2 separate regions of the Hordeum vulgare genome follow, and region 1 is linked to region 2. Evidence: chromatin contacts called from public Hi-C data. All regions are on one chromosome and are shown on one strand. Each heading gives the region's core, a stretch centred on a gene start, on an enhancer-like site or on the middle of the called end of the contact. The rest is flanking DNA. Distances are from core to core; before and after follow the strand shown. Region 1 holds the start of LOC123452791. Region 2 holds the start of LOC123396503.

Region 1 (6,890 bases), core at 4,147-6,646, 580 kb after region 2:
AATCTGTTGGGTGAATGGGCATGCAATGATGATGTGGTGGATAGTCTCAAAGGCTGTGAGTCCTGGATTGGCAATGCTGCCTCCTCTGGGGATCGTTTGACTTTACGCAATTCCTCCTTATCCAGCATTGTCTATTACTATATGTCCACGTTCTTGCTTACTAAAACCTTTATTGAAAGGCTTGATAAACATGTCGTCGTTTCTTTTGGCAAGGAGGGAGTGATAGGAAAAGATATCATCTTGTGAAGTGGTCTCAAGTGTGTAAATCCAAAAATAAAGGTGGTCTTGAGGTTAAAGATCTTCGTAAACAAAATATCAGCCTCTTAGTTAAATGCGTTAGGAATAAGCAACTTGTATTCCCATGAGGCCATAGGCCGGGGTATATACATGTACAGGTGGTGGACTATATGCAGGAAACCCCTTATATATTGAGATAAATACAGAAGGGTACATGACTTATATTGGAATCGCAGTCAACGAACAACGTCCGCGTCTGAAACCGCGTCCGCGTCGACAGCAGGGTTGGAGGCGCCCCGATCTGGCGAGATGGGGTGGGATGGAGCGGCGCCTCGATCTGGATCAGGAGACGCCGCGAGACCTGGATCAGGAGCCGCTTGACCTGGAGCCGCCGCGAGACTGGAGCCGCCGCAAGACCTGGAGCCGCCGCGAGTTAGAGCAGGGACGAGATCCGATCCAGGCAGCAGGTGGAGCGGGGTGAGATCGAGATCCGATCCAGGCAGCAGTCGGGGCGGGGCGAGATCCAGGCAGTGGTCGGGGCTCCCTCCAGCGGTAGAAGGGGCGAGATCCAGGCAGTATCCTTCTGCCACCAGGTCGAGGCGCAGTTGGAGCGGGATTCGGAGTGGTGGGGGCGCCCTCCAGCAGGGAAGAAGAGACAACCACGAGCCTTCGACGGAGACAGGAGCGACGGCGGCTGTGCAAGGAATTAGATCGGGAGGAGCACGAGTTGCGCATGCTAAGAAAACCTAGGCTCTAATACCATGTTAGGAATAAGCAACTTGTATTCCCATGAGGCCATAGGCCAGTATATATACATGTACAGGTGGTGGACTATATGCAGGAAACCCCTTATATATTGGGATAAATACAAAAGGGTACATGACTTATATTATAACTCTAACAAAATGGTGGTGGAAACTTGATAATCAGGATGGGTTGTGCCAAGTATTTGAAACGAGACACAGTGGCCACTGTTAAAAGTAGATTTTCTGATTCTTGGAAAGCCATTATGAAAGTGAAGGAGCACTATATATGGCTGGAAGGGAGGTGAAAGTCAATTCTGGTAATGTGGCCAGACTTTGGTTTGATTCTCTCAAGGGGAATCAGCCCTTGCATTCTAAATTCCCTCAACTGTTCAGCATTTGCAACATGCAAAATATCACTATGGACCAGTGGCATAACATCAGCACTAGTACCCTCTTCAGGAGGCGTCTGTGTCCTACTCTAGTGTTTCAATGGGAGGAGCTAGTTCTTTCGTTGCTGGGTTGGGTTTGTCGAACGATCCTGATAAGATTGTGTGGGCTTTGGGGCATAAGCACAGATTTACTACCAAGTCAGTGTATGAGTACTTGAAAGAAATATTGCGGGCTGTGATTTTAAATGGATCTGGAAAGACGGGATCCCTTCTAAAATCCAAATCTTCAGTGTTGACCAGGGATGTCATGAGCAGGAGGAATTGGGTGGGAAATCATCGCTGCTCATTTTGTAACGAGAGAGAGACCTCTCAGCACCTTTTTCCCCTGTGCCCTATCGCTAGGGTCGTTTGGAGGACGGTGGGTTCTGTGTTGGCCACTGACATGTACCGTAACAGTTTATGGCAGTTTTACTCATGGTGTTATACTTTCTTGCCTGATGGTAGCAAGTTTTACACCTTCGGTCTTGCGGCAGTCTGCTGGGCCATTTGGAATTGCTGCAATCGAGGCACCTTCGAGTTTAAACTTCCTAAGTCCCCCTTTTGAGGTGGTGTTCTCTTCATGTTTTTTCCTCGATTACTGGGCAGGTTTACTGAAGAATGATGGCCAAGCTGCAGTGCGGTGTGGGGCGCTGATGCTCAGGTACAATGCTACGAATATGATGTGAATCTGCGCGGCAGCCCAGGAGGATACTGCAATGAACTGAAGATTGATCCCCAGCACGCCTCGGTTGTCCTTTTGGGTAGTTATTTGCGTCGTGTTTGCCCCCTGTGTGGGTGCCTGGCTGTTGAATCGTGCTCCCTCTGTGAGCGGTGATAGTCTTTCCCTGGTAGGATAGCTTTAGATTTTGAGCATGGTGGGCATATCGATGACACGCACCTCCAGTGTGTTTCCCGGCGGTGCTGAACTCGCTCTCCCCTTTCCTGTTTCCTTCTAGTCTCGTTTGGGTTGGAACTGTTGTATTTCCGTTATTCAGTTAATGGAAAGGAGCGATGCCCGGTTCAAAAAGAAAAAGATACACCCGTCTGAGCGACACTTAATATGGGATGGAGGGAGTAGATGTTTGCAGCATTTATGGACTAAATTACACCAAAACAGTGTTTGGTGTAACGTGTTGAACAATACCTGCATGAGGTGCATAATGGCTGGCCTTAACAGGCTTCTGGCATGTATCACAGTGGACCTTCAATATAAGATGTCAGCTCAAATTGGAAGCAGAAAATGAAAAAGGGAGAATCTAGGTTTATCAAAAAATACCAGGTCCAATGGATCAGCCATAGGTTTTGATCCAAATATATGCATATCTGCACATAACTAAATGATAAATTGTGGCGTCAACTGATAACTTTACAATGTGAATTATAATATAATGGCACTGTATGTCACAAATAAACATGACATGCAGTATATGAGCCGAGAAACAAACTGAGAAAAACTGATAAATCAGTTATCAAATAAAATACACATCAGAGAAAACTGAGTAATAAAAATGGTTGCTAGAAAAAGAGTGCCACTGATAAAGGCAGGCAGAAGTTCTAATGTCAGTGTGTGAGTCTGTGATCTCCTGGTTCAAGAAATGGAAGAACTTACCATCTTCATCAAGCAAATTTGGTTCATGTGCGCTAAGAAGTTGCTTCTGTAGGATATGTGAAGCACTCTTCTCATTAATCACCTCATCTGCCAAAATGTCAGGGGGGAGATCTTATTTTCGTTCTCAAATACCCAGAAGGTACAAGGCATATGTGTTTTTCTAACAATGAGCATTTATTTATTCTCTCATGGGAGCTATGTTTAAAAAATCCAGAAAAATGAAATATGCAAGGCAAGTAATCGAAATTCGGTTCCCCAAATATGATTAAAAAATATAACCTTGCATGCAGATGGTGAAATGTCTAAGGTCATTACACTACCTCCAAATAGAGATAATGTAAACAGAGACATAATAAGCATACAAGTTACAGGTATTCGTGAAAATGGAAACTTATATTGGAGACTGAAGTCATGTTGACTTCTATATTATATACATAACCCGGTAGTCTAGCAATTAAGAAAACAGTTGTAAAAGCACCATGACCTGAATTTTATAATACCAATACTATTGGTTTTACTCTGGTGGATATGGGGATCCACCAATAAAATCAAGAGAATAAACTAAATGGAAGCTCATTTGTTATACTCCCTCCGTTCACTTTTATAAGTCGTTTCAGACAACTGAAATCGAGCTGTTTTGCACGCTGTCTGAAATGTCTACAATGTCTTAAAAAAGTGAACAGAGGGAGTAGTGTATTACCAGGTGTGGCATGATTTTCCATCATTAGCTTCAGCACAGAAGCCATTTTAAAATGTCCAGCCATGCAGACCATTTTGTAATAGCAACCTACATTAAACCAAATGCACATGATATTAGTTAAAAAATTATTCAAACATCTAAATTTGGACTTGGGTGATATCATGTTGCAAGAAACTTTGCAATGCGTTCACCAATTCAAAACTTGTGGTTGGATTATATGCCTGGTCATTGTCTTTCCAGCATTTAGTCACCATGGAGAAAACAGATGCACAGCATGTGTCACCGGTATGTGGTGTCCCATGTGCCACCGATTCATGAACAAATCCAATGGGAAATTTCAACAACACAAGTGAAGCTAATATACAACATGAGCGCTGGGCAATGCATCAGTCTTGATGCTCCAGCTTGCATTTCATAACTAGAAACAAACTAGAAAACATTTGGGACCAGAAGTTGCTGACGTCCACAATTCAACATGTCAATGTTTTTCGGTGATTGTATGAGGGCTACCTCAACACCCTGTATCGTTCGGCTGTGTACTTGGTTCGGTGATTCCTTTATATATAAAGTGGGGCGGAAGCCTGTTTCGAGAGAATGTTTTTCTGAACATTTATAAAACGAAATTAAACCCAACCCTAAATATTCAAGGTAAACAATGAACAAAAATAATCAGACCTACACTGACAGTTCAAACTCCAAGCTCTCTTAAGTATCACCATGAAATTGCAATTTGCAATTTCATTGTGAATATAGTATTGTTAACTCAATACCCTGACACCTGGCCAACTTATCGGCCAGTTTTGCGTAAGTTCCATTTGCATGTGTGGCCTCAATCTTTTCACACTCCTGAGAGTTAAACCAAAACTGTAAAAAAGACCAAAAACATAGAATTGAACCGATGTCACATTGACATTCCCCGTCCAGCTTCTCACGTTGCGGCAAATCTAATGAAATCCTAAAATGTGTGCCCCGAACGCAAGTTTGATCTCCCAACCATTACGTCCTCTCCTACATTCAGATCAAACTACATTTGAGCGTTTCAAACAACAATAAGTGCACAACTAGCAGGCCAAGCACACGATACAGTGTCCTACTGTCCTTTACAATGTGACAATCTGAACATCACACACCTATGATCATTCCACTAGTCGCTAATGCATTTCAAATTTGAGATCAATTTCCGAATAAAAAAACTCTATAGGAATATCAAAAACTTGTTTCACAAGTCAGGGCTTCACTAAAACCAATCACGAAGCTAGATCGAATTACCACTAAAATTTTGACGAACTGACCCGGTAAGAACCACACGGGAAATTTGCTTTTAACTTTACAAGTGTCTCACCTGCAATAGCCGAATTCCTTGAGGACGCCGAGTCCTCAAAAAAATGCAGGCAAAATTAGGGGGGAAATCTCGGTGTCAATCGGCGGCTCTCTTGCGCCGCAGGCGTCTCCGCCGGCAGGACTGTTCGCCGGCGGGCGCCTCCTTCCCCGCGCAAACCCACTTGTCACATGCCAAATTCCGCGACTACAAGAGCGCGAAAAAAGTGAGGCAGAGGCGGAGGAAGACGCAGGAGAAGCGGCTAGGTGGCGTGGAGAGATCTCCTACGCTCGGCGGAGGATCCCGGCGATCGCCGGCGGCGAGGGGAAGGGGAATAGGCGAACGAAGGCGAAGCGAGCGCCAAGCGTTTGGAGATTTGGGGCGGAGGCGTTCGGGCTTGGTCGCTTCTTGTAACGAGCGAACCGACCGGGTCGGACGCCTGGTCCGGGTCCGGGTCCGGATCCAACCGTACCTGGTCCGACCCAGCCAGCTCCTCTCGCCGCTTAGCTGCCCGCCGCGGCAGCGAGGGGAGGAGGGGAAAGCAAAAGAGGGCGGCATCTTTGCGGCGGCGATGGCGGAGGCGAGGAGCAGGGTGGCGTTCGTGCTGGTGGACGGGATAGGGGACGTGACCATCCCGTCCCTCGGCGGGCGTACACCGCTGGAGGCGGCGGCGGCACCGCGGCTGGACGCTGTGGCGGCGGCTGGGGTGGTCGGGCTCATGGACCCCGTGGAGCCCGGGCTCGCCTGCGGCAGCGACACGGCGCACCTCTCCCTCCTCGGGTACGATCCCCGCGTATACTACCGCGGCCGCGGCGCGTTCGAGTCCATGGGCGCCGGCCTCGCCATGGCCCCGGGCGACATCGCCTTCAAGGTCTGGTTCTAGCGACACTTGATTACATTTCTTACTTCTTATAGCAGGTAGATCAGCCTTACTACGCTCTTGTGCCTTAGTATTTCTAATTAGTTATAGATTTTAGTTCATACAGTATTTCTAGCTAGTTTACTGCTAATGGTTCAGATCATTGACTGGTCTTGTAATTCCTTCACTAAACTGGAGCCCTTTCTTTTTAGACTTTTACATACTACGTATTTCCCTTGGTTAATAATGCCCCAGATCATAGACTGGTAATTCCTCTTTAGATCACTACTTCAGTGATCTAAACTCTCCTATACTACTCTCTCCACAACAACAACAACAACAAAGCCTTTAGTCCCAAACAAGTTGGGGTAGGCTAGAGGTGAAACCCATAAGATCTCGCGATCAACTCATGGTTCTGGCACATGGATAGCAAGCCTTCCCAGAACTCCCTCTTGGTGTTCTCATTGTGCCCTACTTGCGGAGCATACGCACTGATAACATGAAAACTAAGTCCTCAACTACCAGCTTGACCAGGATAATCCGGTCCCCACGTCTCTTGACGTCTACCACTCCATGCTCTTGCTGATCAAGATGCCTACTCCATTTCTGTTTGCAACCGTCCCCGTGTACCACAGCTTGAAGCTGGTACCCTCCACCTGCTTCGCCTTCTGTCCCCTCCATTTGGTCTCTTGGATGCAAAGGACATCAACGCCTCTCCTCACCACTGTATCAACTACCTCCCGAAGTTTACCTGTCAGAGACCCTACGTTCCAGCTACCTAAGCGAATCCTCCTAGGCTCGGCTAGCTTCCTTACCCTTCGCACTCCTCGAGTCAAATGCGAAGACCCTTACTCATTTTTCACTACACCCGAGCGCCGATGTAGCGCGCCACTAAGGATGCGACGACCCGATCCTTGCTCACTTGCGACCGTATTCAGATCACGATACGGCGCGCCACCTGGGGGGTGACGGCCCGGCCCTTGCCCATTTTCC
Region 2 (7,307 bases), core at 959-3,458:
CTTGAGGATGGGAGCTGGGCAGCAGCAGGGGAACAAACGGGACTGCCTGCAGTTGCGGCCGCCTGGCCGCTGTAGCCATGACCCATCATCGTCTCTATGGAGCGGGAGTCTTCAGAGTCATGCCCAGAGCGACGCGAGGGAGGCCGACGCACAGAGCCGGCAGGGATCGCAGTGTAGGAGGAAGCAGATGCTGCCTGACGTGGAGCTGGTGGCGGGCTTGGAGAGGTGAACCATCTGCTATCCCTGTCCGAGGAGCGGCTAGGTGCCCGGTGGCGAGCCGCCGCTCGCCCCAGCGCTCCCCGTGACGTCCACCACGGCGCGGCACAGGGTCGAACCGTGCAGTGTCGCGACATTGGGCTTGCTCAACGACGGACTGCCAGAGGGAGCGGCGCTTTCCGGCGCGGCGACGACGCTGCCGGCCCTGCCCTTCGTCATCAGCATCATCATCATCCCGCCGTCGAGGGAGGCGCGAGGAGCTAGCATCGGAAGGATGCCTAGGTGGGACAACACGCCCGTCCATGATGCCGATCTGCACATTGTAGGTGTAGATGCGCGGGTACTCTGGCGTGGTGGAGCGTCGGAGGCGACATGGGAGTAGTCCTTGGCCAGGACTAGGTGGATGAGGACTCCAGTCATCGGTCCCTGCCGTCCCTCCTCGGCCGGCACACCATCCGGCAGCTGGTGTCTGTTGCGGCCGTCCCCGGCACGCTCAACAATGGTGAGATCAGCCGCCTTGGGGATGTAGTCTGGGTTCTCCGTCCATACCCATACGAAGAAGGCAGTGACATTCTGAAGGCGCTCGGTCTGCCGCTCCATTCGGTCGACGATGCAGGAGCCACCCAGGAGCTTCTTCACCACATCCAGACGCCAAGCATGGAACTTGATCCCGGAAATTGCGAGTCGGCAGTAGAACCGGAGGCTGCGAATGGTGCCAGCCGGCGCCGGTTCCCACTGCTCGAGTTGCAGCCGGATGCCATCAACACGAACATAGCCACGCTCGAGGGCCAGGTCACGCTGGAAGGGCTCCGCGAACCGAATCAGGTAATCTTCAGGATGCGCCGAGGCCACTTGGATGGTGTCGCGTGGGATGTCGAGCGCCTTCTCGAGCGCCACGACGACCAGGGCAGTGTTGAGGTCGACCCTGGCGTCAGGAACAGTGGTCGTGAGCGCCGAGCGACGCAGGTGATAGGCATCGGCCTCCATCTCCGGCGAGCTCACCACGATGCAGGACGAACGCTCCGGCCGACGGGAGGCAAGGCCAGGTGTGAACTCCATCAGACCGGGCCTCATAGGCAGAGCGGGCCAGGCGGCTGGGTTCGCCTGCGGTGGGGGAGGATGCTGTGGTAGACTACGGGTGGGAGGTTGCAGCTGGGAATGGAGCTTGGAGGTGCAGGAGCGCGCAAGATGGCCTGAACCCTTGCAACGGATGCAACGGATGGGGTCACGGCAGGATGCTAGGCGATGGCGCTTTGAAAGGCACCGGAAGCAGCGGCCATTGAATCGGGCTTTGAATGCAAGGTGCTGCTGCAGAGCCACGCGGTCAGAAGGCGGAGCGCGTCGTTGTCGATGCAGATCTCCAGAAGAGGTAGCCTTCATCACCCTCTTCTCCTTCCTGGAACGCACCAGGTTCCAATCCATCGACGGATCGGCAGCATCGTCGGCAGAAAAGGACTGGGCGCTGGCGCGAGGTGTGGATCCAGGAGCCACAATAAGGGATTGCAGCTGCGGGCGAGGAGGCGCGACGGACGAGGACTGCGTCTCCCTCCCCTCGGGCACCACGAGCAGGGAACGCAGTCTGGGCCGAGGAGGGGGGGGGGGTGGGGGGGCACAGGCAGCCGCAGAGGGCAGCGCTGCCGGAGGCTGGAAAGGGGAAGATACATGTGCAGGCGGCGGGATCCGGCATTGAATCGATCCCGGCAGAGAGATCCCAGCTGCTGCGACGCCTGCTCGCGGGCAAGGAGAGACCGACGAGAGACAGGCTGGTGGGGAGACCAGCAGCTGCAGGACCGAGGCGTGGTCGGCAGGAGAGCGGTGGTTTGGGCTGGGGGGGAGAGATCTGGGCTTCGGCCGCCGTGAGGGCAACGGAGGGGTGGAGGAGGGGGACGGGAGCCATGTATGAGTTGGTTCTAGGGTCAAACATGCGTAGTGGCGGGTGGGGGAGGTCGCCACGCGTCAGTAGCAGTGTAGCACCACCCCACATGGCGCCTCGGAAGTCGAGTCGCTCTCACCAACCAGCACGAAACCCCCACTCCCCCCATCGTCGCCTCCGCCACCCTTCTCGCTCAGACCCTCGCACACTCCCAAGAACCCACGGGGACCAAAGCAGCTAGGCAGCTCCCATGGGGCGGCGCGGCCGTCCCAGGAGGCGCCCTCCGACGCCCTCCGAGTCGTCAGAGGACGAGGCCTTCATGATGCCGATCGGCGCGGAGGTGGAGGTGCGCAGCGACGACCTCGGCTTCGCCGGCTCCTTCTACGAGGCCACCGTCGCCGGCCACCTGCTCTCCGAAGGCCGCCGCCGGCGCTACACGGTGGCCTACTCCACTCTCCTGGGCGACGACGGGGAGCCGCTCAGGGAGACCGCAGCCGCCACCGACGTTCGGCCCCGGCCACCGCCCGTGGAAAGGGAGTTCGCGATTCACGAGATGGTGGAGGCATTCCACAGCGACGGGTGGTGGGACGGCGTGGTCGCCGCCGTTGTCCCGCCTCCGGTGACAGGAGATCGCCGGCGGAGGGCGTACAGGGTAACGTTCCCCACATCACGGGAGACGCTGCAGTTCCAGGAGACGGATCTGCGGCCGCGCCGCGTGTTCGAGGGTGGGCGGTGGGTCCCGGCTGCAGAGGTGGTAAGTTGGCTGAGGCTCCCTCGGTTACACAATCTTTGGGTCGATCTGTTCGATTGTTATTGTTGGAATTGTTGGCTGTGGATACATACATTCCAAATGCGTTGTTTTCTTTGCTTTTGTGGTTAGCTGGCCCAAATGGATTGCTGCATGCAGCATTTTCATTTTCTACCAAATTATTTAAGCATGATTGTCTCAGAAAAAAAAAACATGAGCCTCCGTCCTTTATAAATTATCTCAACTCTCTTGGCCGAATTATATCTATTTTTGAAACATTTAAAATTAAATTTATATGGAAATAAATAAAGGAACTTGCATGGTGCACTGCACATACAGGGCCGGGCCCGGGGCGAAACTATAATCCGAGGCCCATTACAACAAATAATAAAATAAAAGTCAATTTTTCAGCAGCAATGGCTCTGTGCTGTTCTTTCAAGCGAGTTCGTGATGGTCATCTATCAGAGTAATTACGCACCTCGCCTTAACACGAATCATCCAGAGCATGTATGAACGTTCACGCATTAAATATTCAACATGTATATATGAAAAATTATCAATAAACAGTTAAAATACGCCAAAACAATGCTCATATGAATAAAAACACACCTTCTGTAAATGCGTCATCACGGTGGCTTGTGGACGCTGTGCATATGTGCAGTCTCCTCTTGGCGACTCGGCATCTCATCTCTTAGTGTGGACCCGTGGGGGGTGACCATGGGAAATCTCAAAGTCACATGGCACCATACACATTCTGAGGGTTGGCTATCTTTTCTGGGGAAAACTATGGTCAAGATTTGATTGTTTATCAATCATATTTGTTGAGCGAGTGTAATTCGTAAATTTGTGAGAAAGGATCCAACCATACCTTATGCGTTCTTCAGAAGTCAATCAAATTTGCATCTACCCAACTCCAATTATGACCTTCGTTCTTGAATCAAATCCAGAACAAAAATAAAATAAAGATACTGTTGTCTCCTGCCATGCCCCATCTTTTGTTTGATTCGCTGCTGCTCTACGACTACATTGAAACTACATCACGAGTCATGAGAACAAAAATAGATGTTAAGTTTTTCCATTCTCATCACATAACGGTGGTTGGGTGCGGGGTAAGCAGGGAGGAAGCAGGGGTAGCGGCGTACTAATATGTCAGCGCTGGAAGAGCTACATGAACCGGACCATGAACTTGTCTCATGGATATACGTGCGGCATCGACGCGGGGGCACAGCCTAAAAGATCTGTTCCGTTCCGTTCGCTGGAATGACGTGATCTCGTCTAATCCAAGGATTTGCGGGAGGGATTAATTCCTTTCTCTGGAATAGAGCAATCTCATTGCCACGTTCGTGTCTGCGTCGCTTGTTGCTAACGTGACTTCGGGGGCTTTCTGACGGTTGGACCAAGCAGTACAGGCCCAGGTCGGGGCCCCTTTATTTTGGGGGCCCGGGGCGGCCGCCCCCGTGATCTCGTCTAATCCCAGGATTTGCGGGAGGGATTAATTCCTTTCGCTGGAATAGAGCAATCTCATTGCCGCGTTCGTGTATGCGTCGCTTGTTGCTAACGTGACTTCGGGTGACTTCGGGAGCTTTCTGACGGTTGGACCAAGCAGTACAGGCCCAGGTCGGAGCCCCTTTATTTTGGGGGCCCGGGGCGGCCGCCCCTCCCGCCCCCCCTCAGGGCCGGGCCCGACTTTATCTTAGCAGCCCAGGTTTTATGGAGCTAATATGTTGAATATTTGAAGAGGCCCGGCCCTGAGGGGGGGGGGGGGAGGGGCGTCCGCTCCGTGACCCCAAAATAAAGGGGCCCTGACCTAGGTCTGTACTGTTTGGTCCAACCGTCAGAAAGCCCCCGAAGTCACGGTAGCAACAAGCGACGCGTACACGAACGCGGCAATGAGATTGCTCTATTCCAGCGAAAGGAATTAATCCCTCCCGCAAATCCTGGGATTAGACGAGATCACGTCATTCCAGCGAACGGAACGGAACAGATCTTTTAGGCTGTGCCCCCGCGTCGATGCCGCACGTATATCCATGAGACAAGTTCATGGTCCGGTTCATGTAGCTCTTCCAGCGCTGACATATTAGTACGCCGCTACCCCTCCTTCCTCCCTGATTACCCCGCACCCAACCACCGTTATGTGATGAGGATGGAAAAACTTAACATCTATTTTTGCTCTCATGACTCGTGATGAAGTTTCAGGAAAGACACATGTAGTCGTAGAGCAGCAGCGGATCAAACAAAAGATGGGGTATGGCAGGAAACAACAGTATCTTTTTTTTTGTTCTGGATTTGATTCAAGAACGAAGGTCATAATTGGAGTTGGGTAGATGCAAATTTGATTGACTTCTGAAGGACGCATAAGGTATGGTTGGATCCTTTCTCACAAATTTACGAATTACACTCGCTCAACAAATATGATTGATAAACAATCAAATCTTGACCGTAGTTTTCCCCTAGAAAAGATAGCCAACCCTCAGAATGTGTATGGTGCCATGTGACTTTGAGATTTCCCATGGTCACCCCCCACGAGTCCACACTAAGAGATGAGATGCCGAGTCGCCAAGAGGAGACTGCACATATGCACAGAGTCCACAAGCCACCGTGATGACGCATTTACAGAAGGTGTGTTTTTATTCATATGAGCATTGTTTTGGCGCACTTTAACTGTTTATTGATAATTTTTCATATATACATGTTGAATATTTAATGCGTGAACGTTCATACATGCTCTGGATGATTCGTGTTAAGGCGAGGTGTGTAATTACTCTGATAGATGACCGTCACGAGCTCGCTGGAAAGAACAGCACAGAGCCATTGCCGCTGAAAAATTGACTTTTATTTTATTATTTATTGTAATGGGCCTCGGATTATAGTTTCGCCCCGGGCCCCCAAAATCTTAGGACCGGCCCTGAACTTGAAGTGGCTGTAGGATGAATCTCTAGAATATGTTTTACTGCCATATTTTAATTTAAATATCTCGGTCTTTCAAAATTGTCATTCAAAATGCGCACGTGTGGAGAATTTTCATGCTGACTGACATTAAACAATGATTATAAGTGGGGAAGAGCTGATTTTCTCTCTCAACATTTATTAAAGAAGGTATTGTTTTCTCGATAATGATAAAGAAGGAAATGAGGAGTTTAATACTCTTGTTGTGTGCAGGACAAGGGGAATCCTTTGTTCAGTGAGGGAGACGAAGTAGAAGTGATTGCAAGAAACTTTGGTGAATCCTGGAATCCAGCTACTGTTCTTAAAGTGATTGGTGCTACACAGTTTCAAGTACAGTACATTCATATCGGAAAGGATGATGAATCGGCCACTGAGATTCTAGGTTCTCAATATATTCGTCCAGCACCCGCCATCACGCATATGGATTCTAAGTACAGATTTTCTCATGCATCTCATGTTGAGGTCCTTCATGAAGGTGGCTGGCGGCCTGGTATTATACTGGACGTTTTAGGTTCTGAAATCAACAAGAAGTATGTAGTGAACTTGAAGAATAGCAAGACAGATATGGATGATGTGGAACCTGTGGATGTTCTGACGGTGGATAATATGCAGCTACGGACACAGTTTGACTGGGATGGTAAAAAATGGGCACGCTGCTTGAAAAAGGTATTTTGTCTTCTATCAATCTTCTCTGGTGGTTTTTCCATTGATAGTAAATATAATGATATTTAGTTCGGTCATTGCATGCATTACGCAGCGCTTTTTCAAGTGTGTATTCGATTAAGGAGCAGGTGGTCTCAAACAAACTATAGTTGATTGCGACAACTATATTATTAGTTTTAGTCCTTCAGATTTCGAAGAAACTTGTCAATATCGCCTTTTATTTGTCTCCTCTTATCACTATTATTGCAACATGTTATTCATTTAGCCGACCTTGATTGCGCACTGTTTGGATCAGGTCTTTTTTAAGTGTGTATTCGATGAAGGAGGAGGTGGTCTGTTGACTGCAATAACTATATTATACTTACTTTTAGTCTTTCAAATTTCAAAGAAACTTGTCAATATTGCATTTCTTTGGCCCCTCTTATCACTATTATTGCAACATGTTACTCCCTGTGTTCCATATTTCTTGTCGTGGTTTTAATTCAAAATTAGAACTAAAGCCATGACAAGAATTATGGAACGGAGGGAGTATTCATTTAGCCGACCTTGATCGTGCACTGTTTGGATCAGGGCTAACGGCACTTTCCATCTGTTTGTTCTTGGGCCTAGTTAATTCATAGACATAGTCCTGCACTTGAAACCAGAAGCAACTGCAAACGAATTAGGAATATGCAAGTCTATTCTTAGTTGGAATATTATCCTTGCCATAGGTTCCAAACAATGATGTTATGCAGAGTTGCATCAAATCTGTCTTGAAGACAGTGGATTGAGTTCCTAGAGGTATAGTGTACTGATGTGTGTTAATTTTTCTCTGTGTGCTAGCTTTCGCACCAAAACTATGTCCATGGGATGCATCCATTT

What was found. Hi-C and Micro-C count contacts between places; a contact is called where the count stands out from the background.
Region 1: a Hi-C map of seedling shows a contact between it and region 2, with 4 times the contacts expected there. The contact joins the promoter of LOC123452791 here to the promoter of LOC123396503 in region 2. A contact is called at or near these places in 1 of 6 Hi-C or Micro-C datasets (seedling) and 1 of 1 datasets of contacts at active chromatin or transcription factors (embryo).

Annotation. Positions count from the first base shown.
Region 1 is chr5H:128,215,337-128,222,226 of MorexV3_pseudomolecules_assembly, forward strand. LOC123452791 reads right to left here and starts at 5,397. Exons shown (of 13, transcript XM_045129505.1): 1 at 5,063-5,397; 2 at 3,721-3,807; 3 at 3,021-3,107; 4 at 2,688-2,734; 5 at 2,556-2,613. The coding sequence starts at 3,793. LOC123452790 (probable 2,3-bisphosphoglycerate-independent phosphoglycerate mutase) reads left to right here and starts at 5,573. Exons shown (of 5, transcript XM_045129503.1): 1 at 5,573-5,909. The coding sequence starts at 5,610.
Region 2 is chr5H:127,640,052-127,647,358 of MorexV3_pseudomolecules_assembly, forward strand. It overlaps LOC123396503, which reads left to right and starts at 2,209. Exons shown (of 6, transcript XM_045091421.1): 1 at 2,209-2,843; 2 at 5,997-6,449; 3 at 7,269-7,307. The coding sequence starts at 2,340.